Regions from separate parts of the Macaca mulatta genome. Here region 2 is linked to region 1. A link is a contact called in public Hi-C data. All regions are on one chromosome and are shown on one strand. Each heading gives the region's core, a stretch centred on a gene start, on an enhancer-like site or on the middle of the called end of the contact. The rest is flanking DNA. Distances are from core to core; before and after follow the strand shown. Region 1 holds the start of FAM50B (family with sequence similarity 50 member B). Region 2 holds the start of PXDC1 (PX domain containing 1).

The links. A called contact is a pair of places that touch in the nucleus more often than the background predicts.
Region 2: a Hi-C map of fetal cortex germinal zone shows a contact between it and region 1, with 2.5 times the contacts expected there. The contact joins the promoter of PXDC1 here to the promoter of FAM50B in region 1. A contact is called at or near these places in 4 of 14 Hi-C or Micro-C datasets (fetal cortex germinal zone, fetal cortical plate, fibroblasts and 1 more).

Annotation. Positions count from the first base shown.
Region 1 is chr4:179,408,657-179,412,873 of T2T-MMU8v2.0, reverse strand. FAM50B (family with sequence similarity 50 member B) reads left to right here and starts at 2,633. Exons shown (of 2, transcript NM_001267791.1): 1 at 2,633-2,725; 2 at 3,025-4,217. The coding sequence starts at 3,048. The coding sequence ends at 4,025.
Region 2 is chr4:179,509,399-179,513,783 of T2T-MMU8v2.0, reverse strand. PXDC1 (PX domain containing 1) reads right to left here and starts at 3,128. Exons shown (of 5, transcript XM_015135486.3): 1 at 2,646-3,128. The coding sequence starts at 2,901.

The DNA of each region.
Region 1 (4,217 bases), core at 1,384-3,883:
TTTGAAAACGTATTTCTTAAATAATAAGACTTAAAAGTCAAAATTACTCCTTGATCTATGGGTTGCAGAATGGATGTTGCGTTAGCAAGCACGAAATCAACTTTAATCTCCTTGTGCATCTCCATCAAGCTCTTAGGTGACCAAGTGCATTGTTAACGAGCAGTACTCTTGAAAGGGATCATCAGAGCAGTAAGTCTCAGCACTGGACTTAAATATATTCAGTAAACCATGCTGTAAACAGATGTGCTGTCCTCCAGGCTTTGTTGTTCCATTTATAGAGCACAGGCACGGTAGATTTAGCATAATTCTTAAGGGCCCTAAGATTTTCAGAACAGTAAATGAGCATTGGCTTCAACTGAAAGTCTCCAGCTACACTAACCCCTAGCAAGAGAGTCAACCTGTCCTTTGAAGCTATGAAGCCAGGCATTGACTTCTCCTTTCTAGCTATAAAAGTCCTAAATGGCATCTTCTTCCAATAGAAGGCTATTTTGTCTACATTGAAAATCTATTGTTTAGGGTAGCCTCCTTCATCAATGCTGTTAGCTAGATCTTCTGGATAACTTGCTGCAGCTTCTCTATCAGCACTTGCTGCTTCACGTTGCACTTTGTTATGGAGATGACTTCTTTCCTCAACCTCATGAACTAACTTCTGCTACCTTCAGACTTTTCTTCTGAAGCTTCCTCACCTCTCTCAGCTTCACAGAATTGAAGAGACTTAGGGCCTTGCCCTGGATTAGGCTTTGGTTTAAGGGAAGGTTGTGACTGGTTTGATCTTCTATCCAGACCACTAGAACTTTCTCCATATGAGCAATAAGGCTGTTTTGCTTTCTTATCATTCATATGTTTACCAGGAAAGCGCTTTTAGTTTCCTTCAAGATTTTTTTCCTTTGCATTCATAATTTAGCTAACTGTTTGGCAAAAGAGGCCTAGCTTTTGGCCTATCCTGGCTTTTGACATACTTTCCTCACTGAGCTGAATCATTTCTAGCCTTTGATTTAAAGTGAGAGACGTGTGACACTTCTTTTCACTTGAACACTGAGAGGCCATTGTAGGGTTATGAATTAGCCTAATTTCAATATTGTTGTGTCTCAGGGACTAGGGAAGCCTGGGGAGAGGAAGAGAGATGAAGGAGCAGCCAGTCAGTGGAGCAGTCAGAACATACATAACATTTATCAGTCAAATCAGTAAATGTCTTTGTCTTCCACGTGCACACTTCGGAGTGCCCCCAAACAATTACAGTAACCTCACAGAACGATGATCACAGATCACCATAGCAGATAGCCTAATGAAAAAGTCTGAAATATTGCAAGAATTACCAAAATGTGACACAGGAACACGAAGTGAGTACATGCTGTTGGAAAAATGGAGAAAGTAGGCACTTGATGCTGCATCGCCACAAATCTTCAATCTGTAAAAACAAAAACAAAACACACAGTATCCCAGAGCTCAATAAAATAAGATATTCTTGTATTCTGGTGATGAGGCAACAATGAGAAGGCTTCAGATTTTTTTAAAATGCTAATTTCCTAGATTAAGGCAAGTGGTGGGAAATGGGAGAAAAAGGAAAGTGTGAAAGGCTCTTCTGCAATCGATTTCATGTGAAGGAACGTCATTCCAGGAAAAGGCCTAGGTTTCTGGCTTGGACAATTTGATGAGTGCTCACACCCGCTATTCTCCTCTGGATACGTGGGTGCCATAGGTAACTATCATATGATTCACGCTTCTTGGTAAGGTTATGCTCACAGGCATTGTTGCTGTTAGACGGGAGTAGGCTGAACTGCAGTGTGTATTTCACAACCAGCTTTTCCAAACTAGGTCCCAGGAAGCACTGGTTTCAGCGAGTATTCCCAGATCTCCTGCAGGGGAGAAACGATCACACAACATGAACTGGTCTGCCCTGCCCTTGGAGAGTTGCAGTGGAAACTGGCATGTTAAAGGCTCACAGTAAAGACACTGCTATACTTTAACTCAGTTTCCCATGGTTATTAGAGCTTAGAACCCGGGGGGAAACTGCTGCATAGAAGAGGTCTAACAAGCTGAGTGCAGGTTTTGTCATGAAATTGGGGGGTGAGTAGGGTTCCATTATCAAAGAACGGTTGTTATGTTAGGGCCATAAGAAAGAATTACAAGCAGTGGTGTGCAGGTAACGTTCATGAGACGGCCACAGTGGGGTAGCATCAGAGGCGGGAGGAGACGCGGGAGGAGGAGGGTTGGAGAGCAGGGGCTGCAGCCTTGCGAGGCGGTTGCAAGCCTCTCTGGGTGACCACAGCAGCTTGCGCAGCGCCCACATTGCTTCTGCGTGTTTACAACTGGGCACGAGAAGGCTCAGCAAGCACGCACCGCTGGTGCGGGCCCTCCCTGCCCACAGCATGAAAACAGGAGCTCCGGCCAGCATTGGCTGGGCAGGGCCAGAGGCGCCTCCTCCAGGCTCCTCCCCGCGCTGGCCCGCCCCACAGGAGCACCGCCCCCGCCAGGAGCCAGGCGCTCTCCCGAGGGCCCGCCTCTCCGCCAGGGGGCGAGCCGCCTCCACTTCCTGTTTCCGCAGCCGCCCTACCAGGAGCCTGGCGCTCTCCTCAGGGCCCGCCTCCCCGCCAGGGGGCGCACCGCTTCCACTTCCTGTGTCCGTGGCTGTCGCGAGAGCCCGGGACGGGTGGGCCTTTGCTCGTGGGTGGTTCTCGTGGAGGTCAACTCCCGCGTGTCTCCGCTCGGCAGGGTGCTTGGGCAGGTAAGGGTTCGCTCAGTAGCCCAACCCTCTCTGTATGCAGCTCCCCAAATTCAGCGCAGCGCTCAGGCATGGCAGCCACCAGTTACGTGGGGCCATTTGCATTTGCATTTATTGAGGTCAAAGAAAAGGCTGGAAATTGGTGCGTGGTGACACCGTCAGGTTGGTGACCCTAGCAGGTCGGCCCAGCCCCTAAACGCTTCCATCACTGCCGAAAGCCCTGTGAGGAGGCGCAGAGCTTTGCATTTCCCGCAGTTGCACGGGCCCCTCTCTACTTGCCCCGTTTTTCCTCTTTGCTGCAGAGCCCAGCGGGTAGGCGGGGGCCATGGCGCAGTACAAGGGCACCATGCGCGAGGCGGGCCGTGCCATGCACCTCCTCAAGAAGCGCGAGAAGCAGCGGGAGCAGATGGAGGTGCTGAAGCAGCGCATCGCCGAGGAGACCATCCTCAAGTCGCAGGTGGACAAGAAGTTCTCGGCGCACTACGATGCCGTGGAGGCCGAGCTGAAGTCCAGCACGGTGGGCCTGGTGACCCTGAACGACATGAAGGCCCGGCAGGAGGCCCTGATCAGGGAGCGCGAGCGGCAGCTGGCCAAGCGCCAGCAGCTGGAGGAGCAGCGGCTGCAGCAGGAGCGGCTGCGGGAGCAGGAGCACCGGCGCGAGCGCAAGCGTAAGATCTCCTGCCTGTCCTTCGCGCTCGACGACCTCGATGACCAGGCGGACGCGGCCGAGGCCAGGCGCGCCGGAAACCTGGGCAAGAACCCCGACGTGGACACCAGCTTCCTGCCCGACCGCGACCGCGAGGAGGAGGAGAACCGGCTCCGGGAGGAGCTGCGCCAAGAGTGGGAGGCGCAGCGCGAGAAAGTGAAGGACGAGGAGATGGAGGTCACCTTCAGCTACTGGGACGGCTCGGGCCACCGGCGCACGGTGCGTGTGCGCAAGGGCAACACGGTGCAGCAGTTCCTGAAGAAGGCGCTGCAGGGGCTGCGCAAGGACTTCCTGGAGCTGCGCTCCGCGGGCGTGGAGCAGCTCATGTTCATCAAGGAGGACCTCATCCTGCCGCACTACCACACCTTCTATGACTTCATCATCGCCAAGGCAAGGGGCAAGAGCGGGCCGCTCTTCAACTTCGATGTGCACGACGACGTGCGCCTGCTCAGCGACGCCACCATGGAGAAGGACGAGTCGCACGCGGGCAAGGTGGTGCTGCGGAGCTGGTACGAGAAGAACAAGCACATCTTCCCCGCCAGCCGCTGGGAGGCCTACGACCCCGAGAAGAAGTGGGACAAGTACACCATCCGCTGACACCCGCCCGCCAGAGCAGAAACCGGGGGAGACACTCCTTTCTATGCCCCGCCACCAGTCACTTGATTTCCTGACCTTGATTTCTTCCCCCGAATTTAATAAAGACAGAGGGTTCTCATGATTCATATTGGTTGTCCTATTGCTGATGTTATGCTTTGGTTGTTTGGTTGGTCCTTTTCTGAGTATTTTAGT
Region 2 (4,385 bases), core at 1,879-4,378, 100 kb before region 1:
TAGCAGATTCAAAGCTGCAAGCGGGGCCAAGGCTCCCGCACCCTCCAAGGGCGTGCAGTCAGACACTTCCAAGAGTCACCAGCCCACTGCCAACAGAAGCTCAGAAATCCAGATTTCCTCACAAATCTCTTAAATGGAACTAGAGAATGCAAATCTAACTCATCCCAGAAACAGTTCAATACATGTAAACTGGGGAATCTGATAGGGAATTATGCAGAGAAGAGCTGGCATTGCAGCACAGCAGAGCACACACACCTGGCTGCCTTTTGTGTTGATAGTTTGTATATCCAGACAATCTTTTTATGCAAATAATAAATCTGCATGGAAATAAGGTGCAATCTGCTCTTACATTACTGGGATATATTTTACTTGGTGAACAATTTCCCTGGACTTAAAAGGATCAAAGAAAGGGAAAGGACTTTCCTGGCGCTGCACAACAAAACCTAGGTGTGCTGGGCAGGGACCGGCTAACTGTCCCTCAGAAAACCAAGGACTAGAATGGAGGTAGGGCTTACGGTCCTGGCTCTGGTCCCAGGCTCCCCTCTTCACCCTCTCCAGGGGGAGCCAGACTGTCCCCAGCAGAGGCAGCAGCTCCAACAGTTCCATGGTGTGCTGTTAGAATGCCCTTTACACCCAGCCGCTGGGCCTCACACTCACCACCCACCAGCCCTGCCACCATCACTCTGACCCCTATTTCTGATCTGTGTTCCCCTTGAGGTACTTGGAGGTAGCTATCATATCCCTTCTGAGTCTTTTCTCCGCGGTAATCTCTCGCGTCTTTAACCTTTCTTCACTCTTTGGACACACTGTTGCGTGTCCACACACCTTGTGAACGCATAACGGACCCAGCACAACTCAGGTGAGAGCAAAAGAGGCGGAGTCAGCGTGTGTGCGGCGCAAGTGGAATTCCTCACACGCCCCTCCCTCCTGCTCCAGGTGAGCTACTTCCACCCGCGTGGATGCGAAACCACACCCTCTTTCCACCGTCTGGCCCAACCCCTGCCAGAAGCGGCTGATGCGATGGTAAGGATGACAACTGGCATTTATGGAGAACCTGCTCTTGTTAGACCCTCTACCATGCCTTTCAGTCCTCACAAACGTCAGAGACCACAGGTAGAAAGCTATAGGTGGGGAGTCCCACGGGGAGCCCGCTGCAACCAGCCTGCCTGGGGTCACGGAGCTCAGACGCCTGACCACAGTGAGGCTCAAGGACTCCAGTGTGTTTAAGCCTCGTTCCAGGAAAGGTCATTGAATAAACCGCTGTTCCTTCACGATGCTTTCCTGATTTGGGCATTCATTTGTTAAATTTAAAATATCATAACAAACAGCAAATCCAAAGAAAACTGCTTCGATGCTTGAAATAACACCCAACTGTCTGGAGAACAGCTATGAATGTGAGGCTCTGGGGAGCAGAGGGAAGCCTGAAGGGCGGGCCTTCTCGCTCAGGGCCCCAACTGGCTGGCTGTGGGAGCCCTTCCAAAGGATGTGTCATGAGAACCGAGCTAATTATCCACGTAATTCACACACTGGGGTTGGGGCCATCACCAGGGAAAAGCAGACGTTATCTCAAGACCGCAGACAGACAGCAGGCTGGGGAGACTGCGACGGGCCACCCTCTGCTTCAGTAACTTGGCCCCAGGCTTTCAGGAGGTCTCCGCTTAGAGAAGGATTGAAGGAAGGCTGCTGGGCCACTGTCCCCATGCTCGGAGCTACAGGTGGTCACACGTGTCCGGCGGGGGGGACAGGGGTGCTGCTCGGAAGTCCTCCACTCTTCCCGCCCCTTCTACTCTCCTGGCCCTCCCAGGCGGCCCCCCTCCCCGGCCTGCTCCCTCCACCCCGCATTCTTCCGTCTCAACTCCAGCCCCTCTCTCTTGCGTCCTCCCCGCTTCCACCCCCTCAGCTTGGCCTCCAAAAGAAAGCTCGGGCAGAGCCGTAGGAAAAGGGAAGCCACCGCGGTTTCTGAAAACAAGAATTCCCGCGAGCCAGGACGGTCACAAGGCCGGGGAGGAGGCGGCGCAGCTGATCAAACTCGAATGGGGACCAGCCCTGGTCGCGGTGCGGGGGGGCCCTGGCTGTCCGCGGCAGCCGCGGGCGGGGCGGCCCCTCCGAGGAGGGACGGAAGGGCTGCGTGGCACCTCGTGCTCGAAGACCAGGGGTGCGCCCTCCGCGGGGAGAACTCAGGGGCGGCTGCCAGACCCGACGCGACCCCCGGCTAGGACCCTGCAGTTAACTGCTCCCAGACGCCTTCCCAGTGCGCCCGCCCGCCCGCCGGCCCTCGGGAGGTACTGGGCAGGGGCTAGGGCCGGGCTGACCCTGGGAGCCGCTCAGCCCCTGGCGCCCCCGCCCTCCTCGGAAGTGACTCGTCCTCGGGGAGAGTCCGGCTCCCGCCCTGCCGGCCTCGGCCCCTTTCCCGCCCCATTTGGCTCCTCCGCCGGGGGCGCCCCCAGGCCGGGCAGGCCGGCTCCGCGTCCCCCTAACCCCGCCGCCCGGGCACCCCTCGTCTGCGGGCGCGGGGTCCAAGTGTGCCCTGTCCAGCGTGGGCAGGAGGGAGAAGTCGCAATCTCGGTTGAAGTCTCTCCCCGCCTCCTTCGTGCACTTCAAGGTAGCCTCGGCCCCGCGCCCCCCCCGCGTCCCCGGCCCCGCACCTTGCCGCAGCGGCCCCCGCGCCAGCTCCGACCGGTCCTCGGGGAAGGCGTCGCGCAGGCGCTGCCACAGGCGACCCAGGTCCGCGAGGCTGCGATGCAGGTAGAGCACGCTGCGGTCCGACCACTCCGTGCGGATCTCGAAGAACTCCTCCTCGTCGCCGCGCCGGCTGACGATGAGCCTGCGGATGCCGTTCACCCAGCAGCCACGCACGAACATGTTCACGAGCGACGTGCCCTCAAACACCGCCGAGGCCATGTCGCACGCATGCCCCCTCCAAGGGCGCCCCGGCCCCGCCGCCCGCCCGGCCGCAGGAGGCGCGCCCTGGCCGGGGTCGTCCCGGGTACGTCCGTGGCCGGGGTAGTCCGGGGCGCGTCCGGGGCAGGAGTCGTCCGCGGTGCGTCCGGGCCCGGGGTCGTCCGGGGTCGGCCCGGCACTCCAGGAGGCTGCGTGCGGCCCGCGTTCGGGGCGGCGCGGCGGCGAGTGGCTCGGGCCGGCCGGGCGCGGCTTTATAAGGCGCTTCCCATCGCGGGCGGCGCGGTAGTCGACGTCGAGGCCAGGCCGCGTCCGCCTCCCGCCCGCCTCCCGCGGAACGGGCGCCGCGGGCCGCCCTGGAAAGGAAGAGGTCTGGCTGGCCGCGCCCCCGCCGCCTCCGCAGAGACCGCGCTGCTGCGGCCACGGGAACCCCCGGAGCCGAGAGCGGGGCCGAGCCCCGAGCGCCCGCCCCCGCCTCGCGCCCCCCGCGCCTCCTCCCTCGCGGCCCCGGAGCCGCAGGTCGGTGACTGGACCAGCCGGGAAGGGAGGCGGGGCGGGCCCTGCCTGCCAGGCGCTAGGCGCCGACTTTTTTCTCTTTCCGTTTCGCGATCCTCGGGACCTCCCAGGGCTGGGAGCTGCGCGCCCCACCCGGCCCGCAAGGGGATGGCAACTACCGGGGGTCCGGAGGCGGGGCTGCGAGTGTCGGGGCGGAGGGCGCGGGCTGGGCCGAGCGCCGCCCCGACCAGGGCCCAGGCCAGGCCGGCCCGCCCCGGGTCCCCTCCGTGCCCCGCGTCCCCTCCGTGCCCCGCGTCCCCTCCGTGCCCCGCGTCCCCTCCGTGCCCCGCGTCCTTGCCCTCGCGTCCCCGCCCCGCGTCCTCCCGCGCATTCCGGTCATGCCTCAGCCGCCCCAAGGCCCGGGACGCGGCCGGACAGACCGCGGGGCAGCCCTCGGAGAAGTCGGAAGAGGAGAGAAAACAGGGATGAGAAAGTCTCCTGGGAAAGAGCGCCCTGGGAAGCCGGACGCCGTGGGTGCGCTTGAGGGGCCTCAGGAGTGGACGTGGGGAAACCACCCGCCCTGAAAACTGACTCAGCGGCGCGTTACTGAGGCGGTTCCTGTTGGAAGAGAATTAATAGCACTTGAGAATTACAAGTTAGTTCCAGAAATGAATCCAGTGACCTTACAGCGTGTAGGCAGGGGTGGGAGAGCCAGGGCGAGCCCCTCACCTCACCCCACCCCCGCCCCGGCAGCGCTCTGGAAAGCCTCTTAAAGCCCAGCCCTGTGCAGAAACGTTGGAGGCCCAAGGCAGGTGGCCTGCCTGGACTCAGTCCCGACCCAGATGTCCACCCAGGTCCCTACCATTCGGTCCCACCTGCCTTGACTCAGTCCCGACCCGGATGACCCTCACCACCACGACCAGCTTTTATTCCGACTGTGCCGGTGACTTGCAGATAGCATAGCTTCAAAGTTCTTCACCTGGTCTGGGACG